Linked DNA regions of Rattus norvegicus: region 2 is linked to region 1. The links are chromatin contacts, called in public Hi-C maps. All regions are on one chromosome and are shown on one strand. Each heading gives the region's core, a stretch centred on a gene start, on an enhancer-like site or on the middle of the called end of the contact. The rest is flanking DNA. Distances are from core to core; before and after follow the strand shown. Region 1 holds the start of Rimbp2 (RIMS binding protein 2). Region 2 overlaps Rimbp2 (RIMS binding protein 2).

Region 1 (4,577 bases), core at 1,199-3,698:
TCCTTCATGGAAATAGAGAGGACAGAGGGTAAAGGACCAGCTGACCCCTCCACCCCTGACTACTGGAAGGGTCGAGCTCTCTGTACCCTGGGTACTGAGCTATTTGGCCCTAAGCCCCCTGCCTCTGTCACACCACGCCCCTAAAGAGCCACCTCGTCTAGAGCTTGGAAGTCCTGGCCTCGGAACCCATGCAAGAGAACCACAAATGTTGTTGGGGGTCATGGGGGAGGCAGTAGCTGTTGAGAAAGAAGCCAGTTTGGGGTTGGAGGGCTCCAGCAAAGACTGGGAGAAATGGGGGATGGCGCCGTTTTCAGAGGTCCTGGGCTAGTCACATCCCACACCTGGGCTCATCTGAGATGCCCCCAGTTCTCAGCTCCAAGCTCACAAGAGGACAGAGAAGAAATCTTTCCACAGCCCTGGGTACTGCCTCCTCTTCCACACTCTCCCACAGCCAGCACCACACTCTCTCCCTACTTGGCAGCTCTATGACATTACCCTCTCCCTCACATGAGTTGTCTGCCTCTCACATCTTCTCCAGGATCCTTCAGAAGGGTCTGTCCTGAGGCAGGATCTTCCCAGCCCCCCCCATCACCCCTCTCCTCAGCCACCAACGATCTCAGGGTCTACAATACACAGAGACTTCCAAAGGGGTCTAGGTAACCCTAAGTTCAATTCCAACAACCCACAGTGGACTTGCCTCCCGTACCAGCAGAAGGCTGGAAATGTACTCACAACTTCCTTCTCTCCCTCCTTCCTTCCTTCCCTCCCTTCTTTCTTTCTTCCTCCCCTCCCTCCTTCCCTTCTTTCTTTCTTTCTTCTTTCCCTCCCTCCTTCCTTCCTCCCCTCCCTTCTTTCTTCCTTCCCTTCTTCCTTCCCTCTTTCCTTCCCTCCTTCCTTCCTTCCCTTCCTCCCTCCTTCTTTCCTTCCTTTCCTCCTTCCTTCCTTCTTTCCTTCCCTCCTTCCTTCCCTCCTCCCTTTCTTCCCTCCCTCCCTCCTCCCTTCCTCCCTCCTTCCTCCATCCTTCCTTTCCTATGTCCCTCTGTCCCTACCTTCACTCTCTCTTTTCTCTTCCTTTCTTTCCCCCCTTTCTTCTCTTCATCTCCCCTGATCTGATCAACCAAACATCAGCTCCCAGTTAGCTCAGGGGACCACCAGTTTGCTCTCCCTGGGGTCAGAAACAAACTGCTCCCTCGGAGGTCCCACCCAGTCATCACCTCCCTCCGGCATTGTCCACACCAGCGTCCTGGTAGGTCATCCGGTAAACCTGCAAATAATGTCTTTCCAAGTGGAGGGGAAAGTCTGCACTAAGGCCCCTGTGTGTACACGCACGCACGCACAAACACACACACACGTACACATACATACACACACTGTGCCGAGAACATCTGTCTCCACGAACGAACCATTGCAGCCACTCTCTGGGACACCATTTGACAAATTCACATTGCACATTTCAGTCCGCGTGGGCAGCCAGCGGATGGCGGGGCCGACTGGGATGCTTTGAGTCCGCCCCTCCCCCCTGCGCCGTCCCCTACGAAGTCGTCCCCAGGCCCCAAGCGCTCTGTCTGAAAGCAAGACCCAGTTTCTGCCCTCTGGAAAGGCTCTGCCTGGCAGCATGGTGTCAAACTTTGCCCAGAGGGGCTTTTCTGGAAGGCTGTGGGTCTAAGAGGACCGGGAGATCCACAGCGCCACCGTCATCGCCATCGCTGACACAGTACGGGCAAGAGAAGGCAGCAGCCCTTCCCTTCACTCTGACAAGGATCCATTGGTGGCAAGCCACAAGACTACAGGAGCACGATGGCATTCCGCACCAAGCGTCACCCGCGGCAGCCTCCATCCTGATCAGCCACTACTGCCCATCCAAAGCCGAAGGGCACCCTTCTGAGGCAAACTTCACCTGGGCAAAGAGTTCCCTGCTAAGCCCCTGTCATCCGTGCCGCTGTGGCTCTAAGAGGAAAGGTGAATGGAACAGAAGCTATTTTTAGGAAAGAAAAAAAAATTAAATCTCAAATCGCAGCCTACCTTGGATGTTCTCGGTGCCCAGCCTCCAGGGCTCCCAGAGAGAGACAGAGACAGCCACTGCAGTGCACTGTGTCAGATTACAAACTGGGGCCAGAGGGAGGGGAGGAGAGTGAAGAGAGTGGGGAGAGAGAGAGGGAGAGAGAGAGAGAGAGAGAGAGAGAGAGAGAGAGAGAGAGAGAGAGAGAGAGAGAGAGATCCAATCAACACTGAAGGACACGGGTGTGTGGGCACCACTTGGAATCAGCTAGAAATTATCCATTTAATTTTTGCAGGGGAGAGAGAGAGAGAGAGAGAGAGAGAGAGAGAGAGAGAGAGAGAGAGAGAGAGAGAGAGAGAGAGAGAGAGGCATGAGCAAGAGCCACCCGCCAGAGAGCAGTAGCCAAAGCTTGGAAACGGCAGTGTTTTCACACACACATACACACACACACACACACACACACACACACACACACACACACACACACACACGTGCACACACAAACGCGCATGCACACACACGCATCCCAAGATGGCTCTGTCCCTTCCCTGCCGGTGTCTCTCACAGAGCGGTGGTCAGAAGCCGGGCAGGAAGGGAGGCGGAGCTGGGGCCCTTGATGCAGGGCTCAGGGCTAAAGAGCTCCCCTGGCGGCCCACGGCTGGGTCTGCCCCTGCAGGTGGTCCAGGGCCCTGCAGCCAGATGGAAGCAGACTTCAGCCCGTCCACCAGGCAATGCTAAGGATGCAGAACGAGGTGAATGTGCAGAGCTCCCAGCTTCCTGACTCCTTCATTCTTGTCCAGTCTCCCTCCCCATCCAACTGCCCATCACCCCCCATGAACTCTGCCCATCCTCAACTTGGCAACTGCCAGATGGACCAGCTACCTAGCAACACAGGAGCAAGAGAGAATAATACCAGGAAATGGACACACACACACACACACACACACACACACACACACACACACACTCCCCTGGGATCAGCATCTCACGTTAACTCTATAAAGATGCTAAACAGCTCTGATTCTCTGAAGGAACACCTCAGCCTGGCTGTATATTGACTGAGGCTGTGTGGGGCCTCTGGGCCTATGTAGGGAAAGACTATGGAAAACCACAAACAAACAAACAAAAAGCAGTGTGCATCACCTGCACCTCCTTCCTGCCAAACAACGGGTTTCTCTCTGATTAAGGGACTCACTCTGTAGTTTTAAAACCTTTGTGTCAGGGCTGGAGAGATAGCTCAGGGGTTAAGAACACTTGATGCTCTTGCAGAAAACTGGGGTTTGGCTCTCAGCACTCATGCTCACAATCATCCGTAACTCTAATTCTAGGGAATGTGACGCCCTCTTCTGGCCTCTACAGGCACTGCATGTAGATGGTGCACAGACCTATGCAGGCAATGTACTCGCACACATAAAATAAAAAATAAATAAATCTTAAAACTCTAAAGGCACCATGGTGAACATACACACCCCTCTGCCACTATGGGCTCTCTTGTGGGTCCTGAGTGAACCGTAACAACTAAAACTAAGAGGCTAAGGGTTTTACACTCCCCTTCCCAGAAAGATGATGTCCCCTAACCACAAAAACATGTTGATCAAAAATTTCAGAACCCACAACAGATAAGTCACAACTGACTATAACACCAACTCCAGGGACTTCAATGGGTATCTGCATGCATGTGTGTGCATGCTCACACGTGTACACATACACAAAATAAAATTTTAAAAATGTTTTGAAAACATTTTTTAATCGGGACTCATTCTGCATCTTGAATGTGCCTTTGAATTTGCCCTTGGGTAGGGAGGCTTCACTCAAGCACCTATGCCCCAAACACAGGACCACATTGAAGTCTGGAGGCAGGGAGTAAAATGACTGCCACACCCTGGGCCTTAGAGCCAGAGTCTTGGCAACTGCCAACAACATCCTAAGACCACGGACAGAACCAGAACCTTCTCACCCACCTACATGCTCTTCCCTGAAGCAGAACTTTCATAGTATCCACTGGGAAAAAGAGCTCGGTGTCCAGGGACCAATGAATAACCCACAGAATAATCAGGTGTGTCCATTCAAAAGAATAGTATTCAGCCATGAAAAAGCATGAAGGACTAATTTCCACTATGCTATGGAAATACTTAAAAATATTTTGCTGAGTATTTTTTATTTTTTTAAAGATTTATTTATTATAAATAAGTACACTGTAGCTGTCTTGACACACCAGAAGAGGGCATCGGATCCCATTACAGATGGTTGTAAGCCACCATGTGGTTGCTGGGATTTGAACTCAAGACCTCTGGAAGAGCAGTCCATGCTCTTTTTTTTTTCTTTTTCTTTTTTTCGGAGCTGGGGACCGAACCCAGGGCCTTGCACTTGCTAGGCAAGCGCTCTACCACTGAGCTAAATCCCCAACCCCGCAGTCCATGCTCTTAACCACTGAGCCATCTCTCCAGCCTGAGTATTTTTTAATGACATGCCTAGGATAGATGGTTTTATAGAAATAAAAGGAAGATTGATGATAATAAAGGCTGAAAATCACTGTGGGATGGGCATGGTGTTTATCCTGAGGCCATACATCATGGAC
Region 2 (4,889 bases), core at 2,270-4,769, 110 kb before region 1:
CCAATAAGAATCGTTTTCTGTCCCTTATACCACAAGAATCCTAAGAGATAAGAAAGTGTTTCCCAGACTGTCTGGAAGCATCATTCTTCCATTTAAAACATTTGCCCATTTTTGACAATGGATAAAAAATGGCAAATATACCCCCTTTCTCTGTCTCTCTCGTGGTTTCTCTAAAGCAGGTCAGGGTGTCCACTGATGAGAGAAGTCCCTGCACTGGGCTCATTAATTCTTAGGAGGAAACAACACATTGCAACCCAAGGGCAGACTCCTAGCTTCCTTTCCTCCTCCCAGCATGTCAGAACAGGCTGTCACAAACCCTTGTTTTCTACCTCCAAGGCCCTGGTTGTCACAGAGACTTTACGAGCTATGAACATTTTCCTTTAGCCAGACAATTTCCCTGACTCCAAGGGAAAGGGGGCAGACACGTGGCAGCACTGGTGCTTGCAGAGGCTGCTACCAGGGGGCACGGAGGTGACTGGTATGCAGGAGCTCATGCAAGTCATTTTGCTGGCACCCAAGACTTCCGGCAACAAACCTGGAGGATGTCGTGGTCTATTTCAGTCAAATGGTCCTCACACTTGAACCTCAACCCCAGGGCATAGGCTTGCCGGAAGCTGCCATGTTTTATGTCCTCAGTCGTCAAGAGAGCAAGTGGGTGGGGGGTGGGGGGCTCTGCGAAGCCAGAAGTTGGTCTCATTTGGAGCCCCGTAAGGCTTTCCGAAATGTTTTCAAGCCCTGCTTCTCCCTTCTAGAAACTTCCTGGGGTTTCCATGGAAATCAAAATAAAATCCAAACTCTTCAAATCTTCCAGACCCTGCAAGATCTCTCTCTCTTCTGCTGGCCTGGCATGTCACGTGCTGAGGACACCCTGGCTTCCTTCCCCTAAGCAAATCAAACTCATCCCCACCCCCGATCTTCTGCACTTAGGGACTCGGTTCCCTGCCATGACGTGCCTTCCCATGATGCACCGCTCCCATCCCTACCCAGCTCTGTTATTGAGCAGAGTCCGCCTGGCAGTCTGCCCCGACCACAGACGGTAATGGAAACCTCATCCTTCCACCTGTCTTTACCCAGTCCCAATTTGCCACACTGCTTTTTTTTTTTCTTTCAAACAGGTCTCTTGCAATGTGGGTGATGATCCTGCACAGAAGCCGGCTCCTGTTGCAAGGTCCCCTAGACAGCACCCATGTTGCTTCAGCTTGTAACAGGACAGAATCCTATGTCAGCTTATAGGGGGAGCTATCCTAGTCCTTACAGCTGTGGAAATACAGCCTTCTCTATTTCCTCACGTGAGGTCCTTCCCTCAGGTGAGGTCCTACCGAGCCTCACCCCTGTTGCTGTGTCTGAAGGCCATACTCCAACTCCCAATGCACCCACAACTCCCAGCCCCACATCCCTTGAGCCTCTGTCCAGTAACCACCCACATTTCACGAGGACCCTGACTCAGTTTCTTCCATTGCTTTACCAGGGACATGGATTCTGTTATACTCTACTGCTGAGACTCAGAGACCCATGTGCCATAATCCCCAATGACACCAGAGCCCGGTGACAATGGCTGTTGTGAGCGAGCACAAAATAATGTAAGAAAGGTTCTGATTGGTCCTCGTCTACCCACACGGAGCTTACAGTGCTCAGAGAGGGGAAGAACCAGCCTGTCATCTTGGACCAGAAGCCACCACCCACGCAGAGCACAGCTCAGCAAGGCAGGACCTCATCTGGTCCCTCTCTAGCTGGTAGGCCCAGTCAGGACTCTCCTCTGTAAGTATTCATGAGCACACTGCCTTAATCAGAGGCCCAACTCCTCTTGGTAAAGAAGGGCCCTGGAGTTGACAGGCAGAAAGGGGCTCTGTCAAGTGGCTGTTGGTTTCATGGGAAGGGCATAGACCTGTTACCTTGACACGCAAGCCCTCTGAACCCTGCTGCCACTTTGGGGCCTGATGAGTAGAAGTGGCTTGACTGGCAAAAGCCCAGGACACACCAGGAACCTAGGGCTTTGGTTCACAGGTCCCAGCAGAGCCCAGCACATGGTGTGTGGGTGGGGGTTTGGTGGGGGACGAGGATGGAGAGACAGATAAATGTGTGACTGTACAAAGGTGTGAGGCTCACAGCCCACATTCCCACGACTGTAAAGCACCCCTTAAAATTCTCCATGTTACTATCAGAGACGCACTTGGTCTAGAACGTTCCTCTGGGGACTGAGCCAAGCTGCCTCCTGCAAAAGGGAAGTATTCAAAGCAAGAAGGCAGGCACCCAGAGAGACCTCTTCAGGACAGACGGTGTGGGCTCCAGATGGCCAGAGACAAAGCCACACAGCTCTCCTTCATCCCAAACATAAGATGCCTCAGATCCCTGCGTATTTAAGTATCTGAAACCGGGAGATGGAAACTAGGGTGAGTCTTGTGTTTTCCTTTGCTTAGCCTACGAAATCCTAAATGTCTGTCTGTCATCGTCATAAACTTCCATAAAATATTCTCAATTGAACTAATGCCGTCACTTTGCATGCTGGTACTCTAGAGCGGGATGTGGACTCTGCTAGTTGGGTCCCTGGATTTATAGGTTGCAGCTCAGCAGTCCTTGAGCAATGGACTAACCAATAACAACACTTGGCTTGGGCGGGGGTGGAGTTGGGGGTGGGGAGGTGGATCAGCACCTCCAGGCCTGCATGCTTGCCCCGCCAGGCAGACAAAGCTCAATTGGCAATACCTGCCTCTGGGTTTCTGTCCGAACACTTCCGGTTCACAGCTGGTTGTAGAGGGAGCCGCAAAGTGCCTGGCAGAGAGACGCTTACCACACTTAGCTACAGCCATCCAAAGCAAACGACAGCCTCAAATGTCAACCTGCCGTGGGACATCTGTCCTGCCTGGGGACAGCTCAGAGCTCTGTCTAGCTCAGCCAGGGAAGGAATTAGAATTAGCTTGTGAAATCGGTAAACAGGTGGCTTTGCAAGCCCCAGAGCATTGAGGGCATTTTGTGTACTGCATTTCCAGGCTCGACGCTCCTCGGCAGACTGTCCACCAGGGGGACCTTGATCCAGTGTTTAATGGTCTAGACCACATCTGGATCTCGGTATCTCTCAGCTCTATGTAAGCTTAGGAAGGGGTGTGGAGTCTCATATCCCCCCATATCCATAATTAATGCTGTTCTCTTCACGGAGGTCTACTAAAAAGCAGATTGCAATTCCAGTCCAGCATGAAGGAAAGAAAAGAGTAAGTAACCCCCTGAACACACTGCCTTCATCAGAGGCCCAACTCCTTTGGGTAAAGAAGGAACCTAGAGTTGACAGGACCACCCCTGAAGTCCTCCTGGAAGCCAGGTTTGTATGGACAAGTCCCTGTGCTACTATGAATCAGATGTAACACTTAATGCTGTCCTGGGACTCCCCTCTTCCCAGCTACTCGAGGACACAAGATGCTCAGCCCACGGGAAATCTGGTGAGCTGCTGTCTCCCGTGGAAGGCTCTGAGCCTGCAAGCTAGCTCACCCAGAACTGGGAAGAGAACAGAGCCCAGTCAGGCTGGCAAGGGGGCGGGACAGATCTGGGAACATCTCTGCCAGCCTGCTGTTCCTGTCTGGGCCCCCATGAGTCACCAGGTTCCTCTCTTCATCCCTGCAGAGCAGAAGGGAGGTACTCTCATTGGGCACTTAGAAGCCTAGTCAAAAGATTTCATTTCTATAACTTTAATTATGCATATGTGTGTGTGTGTGTGTGTGTGTGTGTGTGTGTGTGTGTGTGTGTGTGTGTCTGGATGTGAGAATATAGATATGAGCGCAGGTACCCTCGGAGACCAGAGGCATCAGATGTCTCAGTGATACATGATTGGGAGCTCCCGGATATGGGTGCTGGGAACTGAACGCAGGTGGTCTGCAAGAGCGGTAAGTGCTCTTAACTTGGGAGCCATCTTGCCAGCTCCCTAACAGCCTGTTTAAAAAGGAGTGCCGAGAAGAGACCCAGAAGTCTCTGGCCTTAAGGAAAACATAAAGCTGAACTAAGTCCTGCTCTTCAGAAGTAGGGAATGTCAAGTGCATTTCAGAGGCTGGGCAAAGACGTCGCCTCGGGCTGGGACCGCATCTGCTTCTGAGGGAGGGCCGGTTTGCCCAGAAACCCACAGGACCTCCTTCCACAGTGGGCAGTGACTCAAGAAAAAGGAATGAAGCTATCCCACAGCTCAGCTCCTTACGAGCCCTACCATTCTTTATCTGATGCTTAAAACAAATGCCACTGTCAATGGAAACTGACTCCCGGGCTAAAAAGGTCACTGAGCTTCCTCCTGTGTGTCCTTAGTGTGAGTGTGCCTGGGCTTCTTTGGGTTTCTTTGAGTCTTTCCCTAGAGCTGCTTTGAAGAACAGAGGCTGATGGGAGTAAGGTAAAGGGCACTAACCGAAAAGCACACTCATTTTCAAAATGTGATTAAAATATCTACGACCCCCACCTCAACTACGTTCAAGTCCGAAGATACTGAACAAGCTTGCTTCTCCCCGCCCCCCCATGACTGTCACTCATGTCCAGAACTCTGTCCCCTTAAACAACGACTCCCAACCTCCACTCCCTTGGCCTCAGACACCCGCCACTCCATTTCCTGTCTCAAATTTGATTACTCCAGTGGCCTTGTTTAAGTACAACCAAAGCTGGGCCTCTGATCGCAGCTATTCAAGAAACTTAGTAAGGGGGATTGATGGCTCAAAGCCTGCCTGGAGAGAGAATGAGGACGAGGCCACCGTGGGCGACTCGAGAACACCAGTCTCAAGATGAACAGTAAAAAGAGGGCTGGGGGTGTGGCTCAGTGGTAGGCGCTTACCCAACATTCACAAGACCTTTGTTTCCACCCCCAGTCGGCAAACAAACAAACAAACAAACAAACAAAAGGCTTGATTGTTCAGTGTCCATTCTAA

The links. Hi-C and Micro-C count contacts between places; a contact is called where the count stands out from the background.
Region 2: a contact with region 1 is called in a Hi-C map of prefrontal cortex, with 1.9 times the contacts expected there. The contact joins the enhancer-like site here to the promoter of Rimbp2 in region 1. A contact is called at or near these places in 3 of 12 Hi-C or Micro-C datasets (Schwann cells, frontal cortex and prefrontal cortex).

What each region holds. Positions count from the first base shown.
Region 1 is chr12:33,381,664-33,386,240 of GRCr8, reverse strand. It overlaps Rimbp2 (RIMS binding protein 2), which reads right to left and starts at 2,448. Exons shown (of 22, transcript NM_001100488.3): 1 at 2,023-2,448.
Region 2 is chr12:33,496,626-33,501,514 of GRCr8, reverse strand. All of the region lies in intron 2 of Rimbp2 (RIMS binding protein 2), which reads right to left. Among named protein-coding and RNA genes, the nearest start is that of Piwil1, 110 kb to the left of the region's middle. Within about 2 kb of position 3,519, at least 16 of the 93 cell types and tissues checked have an H3K27ac peak or open chromatin away from gene starts, as enhancers often do. A contact at or near this core is called in prefrontal cortex, where this site is marked.